Linked DNA regions of Zea mays: region 2 is linked to region 1. The links are chromatin contacts, called in public Hi-C maps. All regions are on one chromosome and are shown on one strand. The core of a region is the stretch at or near the end of the contact, and the rest is flanking DNA. Distances in the headings are between cores, read along the strand shown.

Region 1 (6,021 bases), core at 3,171-5,670:
TACCGGATAATTGTCGGGTAGTTCATCCGATGATATTAATTGTCCAACCATCCATAAGTTAACCAATACATAATCATGTATATAATAGATCAGATGTAAGAAAGGAAACCGGTAAAATTGACATCATGCAGTTCAAAGTTGCTTATCACAAGGACATTGTAGAACCAACACCGCAATATTTAAAATTCATAAAATATTCTAGTTTCACTAAAAATTTGCAAATAAGTTACAAAAACTAATAAACATTTTATATGAAGATAACTCAAGTCCTCGTATAAAAATGATAAAGTGAAGTACTGATTATGTTGAAACTTGGATACTTACACTAATTTCACATGTAACTCATACAAATAAGTGAAAGTGAAAGGAAAGAAACGTGGGCATCTTATAGATCTTATGATCCAAACATTTTTTATGGTTACATATGGACATATGTTGTATCTCCGTAAAATTTCACAATTTTTTGAGGCTATTTATGTATTATTAATTTCTTGTCATAAAAAATCATCAAAATACAATTAAATCATTAAACTATTGTTTAAACAAAAAAATTGATGTATTACAAAGTCATAGATCTCTTCAAGCTCTACAATTTTCATATAAACTTTATCTTCATCCGATTTCATATGTAAAAGTTATGATTTTATAACTATATTATGAAAAAAAGAAAAACGGGTACCCGAATTCCGGGTACCCGTATCCGACCCGGGATTTTCGGGTACTGACCGGGTATTAGTGATTCCGTATCCTACCCGTATCCGAGGTTCAATATCCGGGTAATACCCGTATCCATCCCGACAAACAAAATACCCGAATCCGTATCCGAAATTGCGTCCCGTTTTGGTACCCGTATCCGATACACGTTCCAGGTACCCGTCCCGTTTTCATCCCTAGTCACGTCGTCGGGAATTCCTCCTTTCCCTGAAGACCCGTTCTTCTGGAGTTTCTCCTATCTCCGAGACCTCATCTCGTGATACGGGCTGCGCCGGGTCCCGCTCTCCGGCCTTGTGATGTCGCCGAATATTTCGGCGTCGGTTCCTTCGTCGGCGGGATTCCCGCTGAGGAGGTTCCCCGGGCGCAATTGGTTCATCGTCGGAGACGTGGGGCGACTCCACTCTCCCGATGAAGAGGACGTCGGGGTAGAATGGAATCGCCGCTGTGACGAGCTTCTTTCCATTCTCCTTTGAGGACGGAGGCACCGAAAGAGCAGTTTGACAATCCTTTACCTTGTTCACCTCCTTTTTCCTTGTGATCCGTGTCCATTTTTCCGTCGGAGAGGTGGACAGCGGAGATCTCCGGGTAGATGGACCCTTGGCTCCTAGCTTGCTGAAGGTGGTCCTTGCTCGGAGTGATGGAGGTTGCGCTTTTTCCTGCTTCGCTCCGATTTTTCCGGAGATTTTTTAGGAAGACTTTCTCTCCGGCGGATCCGCGATGCGATGTAGAGTTCCTTCTTCATCTGCTACGGACAAAATGGTTCCGAAGCAGAACACGGACCGGGGCGGAGGACGATCTTGTGCTGGAAAGTGACGGCCATTGAGCTAGCTTGGATCAGTGACACACCCCCTACCTGGCGCGCCAGCTGTCGATGTTTTGGGTCCGACCGCGCACCCGGGGTTGCCCCTCGAGGTGCTTTTTGGAGTAGGACGGTGTTACCGACTGTAGCTCGATGGTTCGCGCTAGATGCACGAGAGACATTGGACGATTTTGTACAGGTTCGGGCCGCTTTGAGATGCGTAACACCCTACGTCCTGGCGTGAGTACTTTGTGTGGTGAGTTACAAGGAGATTCTCTAATGCTAAGGATATTAGAGAACTGGATGGATGGCTAAGTAGCGAGATGCTTTTGAGGGGATGCCTCGTAGGCCTTATATACTCGACCGTGGGGCGTTACATGTGGATATGATAACAACGTGAGCCTAAGTAATAGTGAACCAACTGAGCCTATCTTCCTATAATTCCGCCGACCTATCCCTTATTCAGTTCCGATGTATGAGGGCACTGCACGGGAAGGTCGGATCACTGTTGCGATCATTGCTCAAATTTATCGGGTCGTCTGGGCTCGCGTCAATCCGGTCTTGTGTCAATCCACTTCACTAGACGTTCCTCCCCAGGCCCACGAAGGGATGACCTTGCGAATTATTGGGCCTACGGGCCTTTCGTGAGGTCTTTTATCCTTCCGGTGGACCCGGGGATATCCGTCCCCAACAGTGACATCTAATAGAGGATAAATTAGGATAACTGTTTTTCATATTAATCTAAGTCTCTATTTTTCAATTGTGCTCCCCGATATCTTCACTATCGAGCTTTTGCCTAAAACATAATGGTGGCAACTAAACTATAAATATAGTTGTTGTGATCTCACGAGATATAGCCCACTCGATACAATACAATTGTGCGCACAAGAATCAAGGGATTGAGGGATATCCTAGAGCAAGCACTACAATGACGGTCTAACTAACCTAAGCACTTCGCAAAAATACCTATGCCAATGCTAATCTTCGAGTGATTTTTACCACTTGGATCTCTACACCTAAAGGATTAGAGTAACAACTATCTTGCTATGTTTCTCACGTCCTACTCTTGAGAAATAACCGGCTGGGTGGTATTTAGCCTCCCCACTCAATTAGAGTTATTGGAACTTAGCAGACTTTGCTGTGCAGCATCAGACATATTAGGTGGCACGATGGACTTGTTTAGTAAGTTTCACGTTAGCTAGCCATTGTCAACCGTTGAGCCCTGGGTATCAGGTGCGTTTACCTGTGTGACACCGGACTTGTCCGACGAGTTATAGCCGGCTCGATTGCATATCTGAGTATCGTATCCGATGTGGGATTAGGTGTGAGATCTGGTGCATCACTGTATATTTGATAGCATGGTTGCAGTTGCATTGTTGCAGTCTTGCCTAGTTGCATGCTTGCATTGTGTTTTTAGAACGTTGACTTTTTGTGATTGTGGTTACTTGCTGCTAGCCTTAGTGCAAATATGTAATGCTTAGTGAAAATTTTATACGTCAATACCTGATGGACAAAGAGTTGATAGATTGATTTACAATGTTGTTAGATGTACTTTTGGTGTAGCTCGTGAGCCAATCGAGCTGGTTCAAGTTACCTAAGGAGCCGAGCCTGGCAAGTCTTCTAGCTCATTGTTATATCGAGCCGAATTGTAGTGCTAACTCGTTATAATATCGAGCCAGGCCATCTTGACATCTGTGCCCCAAATGAAAGTACAAACTTCGAAATCATAATCTTCTATGACCCACTCCCTCTGTCCACATGAATTAGTCGTTTTAGATTTATACTAAGTAAATTATCATCAACTTTGACCGATTTATATCATATGTTTTATAAGATTTTTTAACATAAATTTGAAGTTACTAGATTTATCCTGACTTGAACTACTATAATATGTAATTGGACGGAGTGAGTAGGTGTTTTAGTGTTTAGCTAAGCGTATCTAAGTTCCTGTTTGAGGCTATTTAATTCTAACAGCTCTTTCCATCAGCACCAGATGCAAGCTGGCTGTTAAAGGGGACGAATGTCTAAACACACACGGCTGTGGAGGCTGATCAGAAGTTCAGAACTAAGGGAGTGTTTGAATGCACTAGAGATAATAGTTAGCTGTTAAAATTAGCTGACGACATCTAAACAGTCTAGCTAATAGTTCAACTAATAGCTATTTTTAGTAAATTAGCTAATAGTTTGCTAAATATTTGTTAGCTAGCTAATTTTACTAGAAATTTTTTAGCCAATAACTATTAGCTCTAGTGCATTCAAACACCCTCTAAATAAATGCAGCTTTGGAGTTGTGAATAGAGTTTGGGCCGGAAGATAGATGCCGTGCCGTGAGTGGGTGTGTTGTGTGGCCCAGTGAACGGTGCTGTAAGTTGTAACTACCTGAATACGCTGAACTCTGAAGCTTTAATTCATGCTAAGCCTTCCACTACAATATATCTTCCGTCCAGGCAGCTCGTAACAGTTAAATTGAGTATCGAAATAACGTGACATCGTCTATGTACGCGTAATTTTGTGCCTGAAAACAACACCAGCGCAGCGCGCACGCATGGCACCGAAACGGTGGCTTCGTCCCTTCCTCGACCTGGAACTTGGCCAAAGTCGCCTAGCGTGACGCGGACAAAGGGACCGGTGGCGCTGTCCGCTCTCCGCAACGTTGCGTTCATCTCGACCGGCGCCGACCCCTTTTTTATACAAGGAGCCGTGCCGTGTCCGGCCGGGGCCGCTGCAGCTAGCTGGAGCTGCGCCCGCGTCACGTGGCATCGTCCGCTATGGGTTGCCGACTCCGACACGCCGTCCCACCCAACCCGATCGCACGGATACAGGAGTCGGTGCAACTGAAACGGTGCGGAGACTGGCGGGTAGGGTAGGTGCCTCGTCGGCTCGTCGCCGTCGCGATCAGCAATTAGTGGAGTGGAGTAGTATGCCTGACCAACGCGACTGGTCGACTGCTAGCCCGTAGCTGCGCTGTTGGCCTGTTGCCATGCCATATCCGTCGAGCTGAAGCCTGAAGCAACCACCATTTCGATACGCGCGAGGGAACGGGGCCGGCCGGCCGGCCGGGGATCGGAACTGAAGTGTGGGCACACAAGAGTCACAACAGGGGGAGTGGGGGACATTCCAATCAGTTCCCTGCGTGTGAGCGATGCAGCGGGACGCGAGAAGCTGGTCGCCGGCGCCGGCCACGGACGCCGCCGGCCCTTACGCGATGCCTTCGCCCGTGCAGCCGTCGACCAAGAGTCCGTGCGCGGTGGCGGTGCCACAAGTCACCTGAACTATATGTATTCTTCCCTGCTGCCCGACGCTTATCCCTGACGTTTCTTTTTTTTCTCTCTCTCTCGATCGGTTGTTCCGCGCGCGCGCAGGCACGAAGGAGACGGTGAAGAATGCGCTGTCGCGGTGGGGGCGGAAGGTCGGGGAGGCGACCAGGAAGGCCGAGGGCCTGTCGCGCAACACATGGCAGCACTGTGGGCGACTCTGCTCTGTTCATCAACTCTCTCTAACTATATACACCATCGCCGATCAGACTGGTGTAAGCTTTGTGATTTGTGGAACTGATCGCAACTGATTTCCTGGGCAGTGAGGACGGCGCCGAGCATCGCGGAGGCCGCGGTGGGGAGGATCGCGCAGGGGACCAAGGTGCTGGCGGAGGGCGGCCACGACAGGATATTCCGCCAGGCCTTCAGCGCCCCGCCCGACGAGCAGCTGCGCAAGTCCTACGCTTGCTACCTCTCCACGGCCGCCGGCCCGGTGATGGGCGTCCTGTACCTGTCCACGGCCAGGGTCGCCTTCTGCAGCGACAGCCCGCTGTCCTACGAGGCTTCCGGCGGCGACAGAACGGAGTGGACCCACTACAAGGTAAGCGAGAACCCACTCTCAACACATCACAGCCCCCACCCACGCGCGCTCCCGTGTGCTGCAAAGTCGAGCTGACGACGCCGCAGGTGGCGATTCCTCTTCAACGGCTGCGGGCGGCGAGCCCGTCGGCCAACAAGACCAAGCCCGCGGAGAAGTTCATCCAGCTGGTGTCGGTGGACAGTCACGAGTTCTGGTTCATGGGCTTCGTCAACTACGACGGCGCGGTTGCGCACCTGCAGGAAGCGCTGAGCGGGTTCCGCAACCTGCAGGCGTGACATGGAGGACCTCAATGCAATGGACAGTGTTGTCTTGTACGTGCTCGCCAGAACTGATTGATCGAACAGAGCGATTGTGTACCCGCTCTCTGTGTGTGTTGCGGTGCTAGTGTTTGCATCGTGTTGTGCGTGTGCGGATTTGTATGACATTTTTTTGATTTGGTTGCCATTGTCAGCGAGAGAACAGTCCAATCATTTTATTCAGATTTCAGAGAAGACCATGGTTATCCATGGCGATGGCTTTGATGATCACCTGCAACATCATCAACACATCTATTTTAGACGCTCTTTTGTGTTGGATTTGATCTCAAACTTATATAGGGCATTAATAAATATAATTACTACTAGATTTCATATGTGTGCATCAGTACCACCACT
Region 2 (5,796 bases), core at 131-2,630, 150 kb after region 1:
GATAGAAGCCTATTCTCGAAAATCGAAACCTTGACTAGGTACAATTTTGCAATTCAAAAGGCATGCGAGATGCCAGGGGCGGATGCAAGGGGTGGGCAAGGTGGGCCATGGCCCCACCTCAAATTTTTTAATCCTTTATGCCTAGGTTTAGGTACACAGCAAAATAAATAAACTTTTGTATAGTTAGCGTGGACAAATCTAATAAAAATTAGATTTTGATCTATTTTTCTATCGACGTTTCACTACTCAGTCCACTCTTTATCTAAGCCATTTGATTCTCTTCCCTAGCGCAAGCCCACTCGTGGCTCACTCGTTTCTTCAGTCATCGACTGACCAGTAAGTCGATGACCTAACCCGCCCGCTGCAGCGCACCTTGCCTTCTCATCACCCATCAGCTCGTCGACTCGTCGGGATCCTGCACACAACATTGATATTTTGCCTCCTAGTCCGCATTAGCAGATGGGCAAGCTGTTGGTGGGATCGTGGCGTCATCTGTCCCTCGCTAACTCATTAGGGTCTCTCCGCGCCGTCGCAACACGACAATGGCTATCGCTTGCTGTCACCGTCATCTATCGCTACCTCGCCTCCTGCACTCGCTCCTCCTGCATATCGTTCTCACCAACGCCATCTCACGACAAATTTGATGACTCTCCAGAACGACACGCCGGTGCAACTGCTCTGCCCTAGTGCCTCGTCCTTAGTCAGTCCACCTATTTTCTCTCTCTAGCTCTACTTTAGATAGCCAAAAAGGTTTTTTGGTATTCATATCGTTTTTGGAAACACTAGATATTATTATTTAACATTCGTGTTATTATCATTAATCTACAGTTATGATCTAGTCTGATGATTTGTCTCATACACTATCGGCCCCACCTAGAATTTTGTTCTGCATCCGCCACTGCGAGATGCGACTGTATGTAGAGAAGCACTGCTCGGATTCAGAACTGAAAAGCATCAGATATAACCAAATGCCTTTAGTCATCGATTGACGGTTATCTTAGTCTATATAAGCCATTGATTAGAACAAGGATATGATGACGCACTGTCCATCTCAAATGTCCAAAGTTCAGAGATATACGATGTACATGATATATAGACAGGGGCGGACCCAGCAAAATACATGGGGCTACACATGTAAAGCCTTTTCTTTGTAAAAAAAAATCGAATCTAGTAGGCATAATACAAGTAGCTTAAGACACGGTTCGGAGTTTCTCGCAGAAGGAAGGGAAGAGAATGGTGTGCCTACTTGGTGGGTGTGCTCGTCGCCGGCGAAGAGCCCGCGACGAATGCCTGGCGAAATGACCGACGGAGGCCTGGGCACCTGGCGTAGGCGCCGGCGCTCGCGCAGTCGTTGCCACGAGAGAGATAGAGAGAGCAAAAGAGAGCGCACGCTGGGTGAATGCGACTATGCGAAAAGATAAGGCAAAGGATGAGCACTGACTGGCAGGGACCAGACCGCCACAGGACCTGTCCGGTCAAGGGATTTTTTTTTTGTATTTTGCAAAAAGAAAAGTGTTATTTTCTTTCCAAGTTATGAATGTATGGGCTTCTTTGTATAGCCCTCACCGGCTTCAGCTTTCAGCTTCTTTTTATATGGCAACTGACTGTTGAATTGAGCTATTTTTCTCTGTCTTCAAAATCAACTAGCTTCTTCTATACGGCCACGATGTAATTGTTACGTTAAGCTATTCTTCTCTCTCCTCAAAAATCAACTAGGCAAGCAAATATCCATTGATTTCATTTGCTAAATATTCTCTCTGTTTTAAATTATATAAACTGACTGTTTTAAATTAGACGGAAACGACCTTGTAGCCATAGGCCATTTGAGTCAGCCAGATGTCCTAAGACACTATTAAACGGCTAAAATTAAAGTAAATCTCATTTAAATCTGATAAAAGAGAAAACAAGGCAGGCCCAAAATTATGATTTAACGAATAAAAACAGGAGAGAAGGGAAGAGATAGTAGTTTTCTTCAAGAATAGGACAATTGAGATGCCTATTGCCTAGCTACAAAACTAAGCAAGGCTTTCTGGTTAGATCAAGGGAATAACGATAAGGAAAGATTCATATTTCAGGAGGCACACTAAGGGCCTATTTAGCAACAAATAGTAAGGTGATTTTAGTACATTCAATCCCCTCCGCTATTTGTAATTTACTGGAGACAGTAGCAAGGAAGGAAACTGATTTAGGTGGTGTTTGGATTCACCCTAAATTTTAAAGGTGGATTGTAAGCTACGAATTTGTGAAAGCTGGATTGTGAAAGGGAATTAGGCTTACACCTAGTTCCTATATAATTTTGGTGGTTGAATTGCCCAACACAAATCTTTGGACTAACTAGTTTGCCCAAGTGTATAGATTATACAGGTGAAAAAGGTTCACACTCAGCCAATAAAAAGACCAAGTTTTGGATTCAATAAAGGAGCAAAGGGGCAACCGAGGGCACCCCTGGTCTGGCGCACCGGACTGTCCGGTGTGCCACCGGACAGTGAACAGTACCTGTCCGGTGCACCAGGGGACCCAGACTCAAACTCTTCACCCTCGGGATTTCTCGGAAGCCGGCGCGCTATAATTCACCGGACTGTCCGGTGTGCACCGGACATGTCCGGTGCTCCAAGGAAGCTCGGCCCCCGGAACTCGCCAGCCTCGGGTTCGCGCGGCAGCCGCTCCGCTAAAATTCACCGGACTGTCCGGTGTGCACCGGACTGTCCGGTGTGCCAGCGGAGCAACGGCTCCCTGCGGCGCCAACGGCTCCCTGCGGTGCATTAAATGCGCGCGCAGCGCGCGCAGAAGTCAGAATCGCCCATACCGGTGCACCGGACATCAAACAGTGCATGTCCGGTGTGCACCGGACACCCAGGCGGGCCCACAAGTCAGAAGCTCCAACGGCTAGAATCCAACGGCAGTGATGACGTGGCAGGGGCACCGGACTGTCCGGTGTGCACCGGACTGTCCGGTGCGCCATCGAACAGAAGCCTCCAGCCAACGGTCAAGTTTGGTGGTTGGGGCTATAAATACCCCAACCACCCCACATTCATGGTCATCCAAGTTTTCCAACTTCTAACCACTTACAAGAGCTAGGCATTCAATTCTAGACACATTCAAAGAGATCAAATCCTCTCCAATTCCACACAAAACCCTAGTGACTAGTGAGAGTGATTTGCCGTGTTCTTTTGAGCTCTTGCGCTTGGATCGCATTCTTTCTTTCTCTTTTGCTCTTGTGATCAATACTCAATTGTAACCAAGGCAAGAGGCACCAATTGTGTGGTGGCCCTTGCGGGGAAGTTTTTGTTCCCGGTTGATTGAGAAGAAGGAAAGCTCACTCGGTCCGAGGGACCGTTTGAGAGAGGGAAGGGTTGAAAGAGACCCGGCCTTTGTGGCCTCCTCAACGGGGAGTAGGTTTGCGAGAACCGAACCTCGGTAAAACAAATCCGCGTGTCACTCTCCTTATTTGCTTGCGATTTGTTTTGCGCCCTCTCTCGCGGACTCGTTTATATTTCTAACGCTAACCCGGCTTGTAGTTGTGTTTATATTTATAAATTTCAGTTTCGCCCTATTCACCCCCCCTCTAGGCGACTATCAATTGGTATCAGAGCCCGGTGCTTCATTAGAGCCTAACCGCTCGAAGTGATGTCGGGAGATCACGCCAAGAAGGAAATGGAGACCGGCGAAAAGCCCACTACAAGCTACGGGAGCACTTCATCGGAAGAGTCCCGCACCAAAAGGAGGGAGAAGAAAAAGAGCTCCTCCAACAAAGGGAAGGAGAAGAAATCTTCTTCTCATCACAAAGAGAAGAAGGAAAAATCTTCTTCCCACAAGCCGCATCGGAAAGGCGACAAGCACAAGAGGATGAGGAAGGTGGTCTACTACGAGACCGACACTTCATCAACATCGACCTCCGACTCCGATGCGCCCTCCGTCACTTCTAAGCGCCAAGAGCGCAAGAAGTATAGTAAGATCCCCCTACGCTACCCTCGCATTCCTAAACATACACCTTTACTTTCCGTCCCATTAGGCAAACCACCAACTTTTAATGGTGAAGATTATGCTATGTGGAGTAATTTGATGCGTTTTCATCTAACCTCTCTCCACAAAAGAATATGGGATGTTGTTGAGTATGGTGTACAGGTACCATCAATAGGGGATGAGGACTATGACACGGACGAAGTGGCCCAAATCGAGCACTTCAACTCCCAAGCCGCAACCATCCTCCTTGCCTCCCTAAGCAAGGAGGAATACAACAAAGTGCAAGGATTGAAGAACGCCAAGGAGATTTGGGACCTACTCAAGACGGCGCACGAGGGTGATGAACTCACCAAGATCACCAAGCGGGAAACGATCGAGGGGGAGCTCGGTCGCTTCCGTCTTCGCCAAGGGGAGGAGCCACAAGACATGTACAACCGGCTCAAGACCTTGGTGAACCAAGTGCGCAACCTCGGAAGCACAAAATGGGATGACCACGAAGTAGTTAAGGTTATTCTAAGAGCTCTTATTTTCCTTAACCCCACTCAAGTACAATTTATTCGTGGGAATCCTAGATATCCACTAATGACCCCCGAGGAAGTTATCGGGAATTTTGTGAGTTTTGAATGCATGATTAAGGGCTCCAAGAAGATCAACGAGCTTGACGAGCCTTCCACCTCCGAGGCGCAACCGGTGGCCTTCAAGGCAACGGAGGAGAAGAAGGAAGAGTCTACAAGTAGACAACCAATTGACGCCTCCAAGCTCGACAACGAGGAGATGGCCCTAATCATCAAAAGCTTTCGGCAAATTCTCAAGCAACGGAAGGGGAAGGACTACAAACCCCGTTCCAAGAAGGTTTGCTACAAGTGTGGTAAGCCCGGTCACTTCATTGCAAAATGTCCTATGTCTAGTGACAGTGACAGGGGCGACGACAAGAAGGGAAGAAGAAAGGAGAAGAAGAAGTATTACAAGAAGAAGGGCGGCGATGCCCATGTTTGTCGGGAGTGGGACTCCGACGAAAGCTCAAGCGACTCCTCCGACGACGAGGACGCCGCCAACATCGCCGTCACCAAAGGCCTTCTCTTCCCCAACGTCGGCCACAAGTGTCTCATGGCCAAGGATGGCAAAAAGAAGGTAAAATCAAGGTCCTCCACTAAATATGAAACATCTAGTGATGAGGATGATGATAAAAATGAGGAGGATAACTTGCGCATTCTTTTTGCTAACCTTAACATGGAACAAAAGGAAAAATTAAATGAACTAATTAGTGCCATCCATGAAAAGGATGATCTCTTGGACTCCCAAGAGGACTTCCTAATCAAGGAGAATAAGAAACATGTTAAGGTTAAAAATGCTTACGCTCTACAAGTTGAAAAATGTGAAAAACTGTCTAGTGAGCTAAGCACTTGCCGTGAGATGATTGACAACCTTAGAAATGAAAATGCTACTTTAAATGCTAAGGTTGATTCACATGTTTGTAATGTTTCAATTACCAATCTTAGAGATGATAACGTTGACTTGTTGCTAAGATTGATGAATTGAATGCATCTCTTGCTAGCCTTAGATTAGAGAATAAAAATTTAATTGCTAAGGCTAAAGATTTTAATGTTTGCAATGCTACTATTTCCGACCTTAGAACTAAGAATGAAATGTTGCATGCTAAGGTTGTAGAACTTAAATCTTGCAAACCCTCTACATCTAATGTTGAGCATGTTTCTATTTGCACTAGATGTAGAGATATTAATGTTGATGCTATCCATGATCACCTAGCCTTAATTAAAAAACAAAATGATCATATAGCTAAACTAGATGCTAAAATTGCCGAGCACAACTTAG

The links. A called contact is a pair of places that touch in the nucleus more often than the background predicts.
Region 2: a contact with region 1 is called in a Hi-C map of ear, with 2.3 times the contacts expected there. The contact joins the promoter of LOC100273524 here to the promoter of LOC100284924 in region 1. A contact is called at or near these places in 3 of 25 Hi-C or Micro-C datasets (ear, leaf and tassel).

Annotation. Positions count from the first base shown.
Region 1 is chr7:133,311,425-133,317,445 of Zm-B73-REFERENCE-NAM-5.0, forward strand. It overlaps LOC100284924 (FIP1), which reads left to right and starts at 4,421. Exons shown (of 4, transcript NM_001157819.2): 1 at 4,421-4,749; 2 at 4,876-4,977; 3 at 5,091-5,368; 4 at 5,455-5,838. The coding sequence starts at 4,656. The coding sequence ends at 5,643.
Region 2 is chr7:133,466,352-133,472,147 of Zm-B73-REFERENCE-NAM-5.0, forward strand. LOC100273524 reads right to left here and starts at 1,381. Exons shown (of 4, transcript NM_001147942.2): 1 at 1,247-1,381.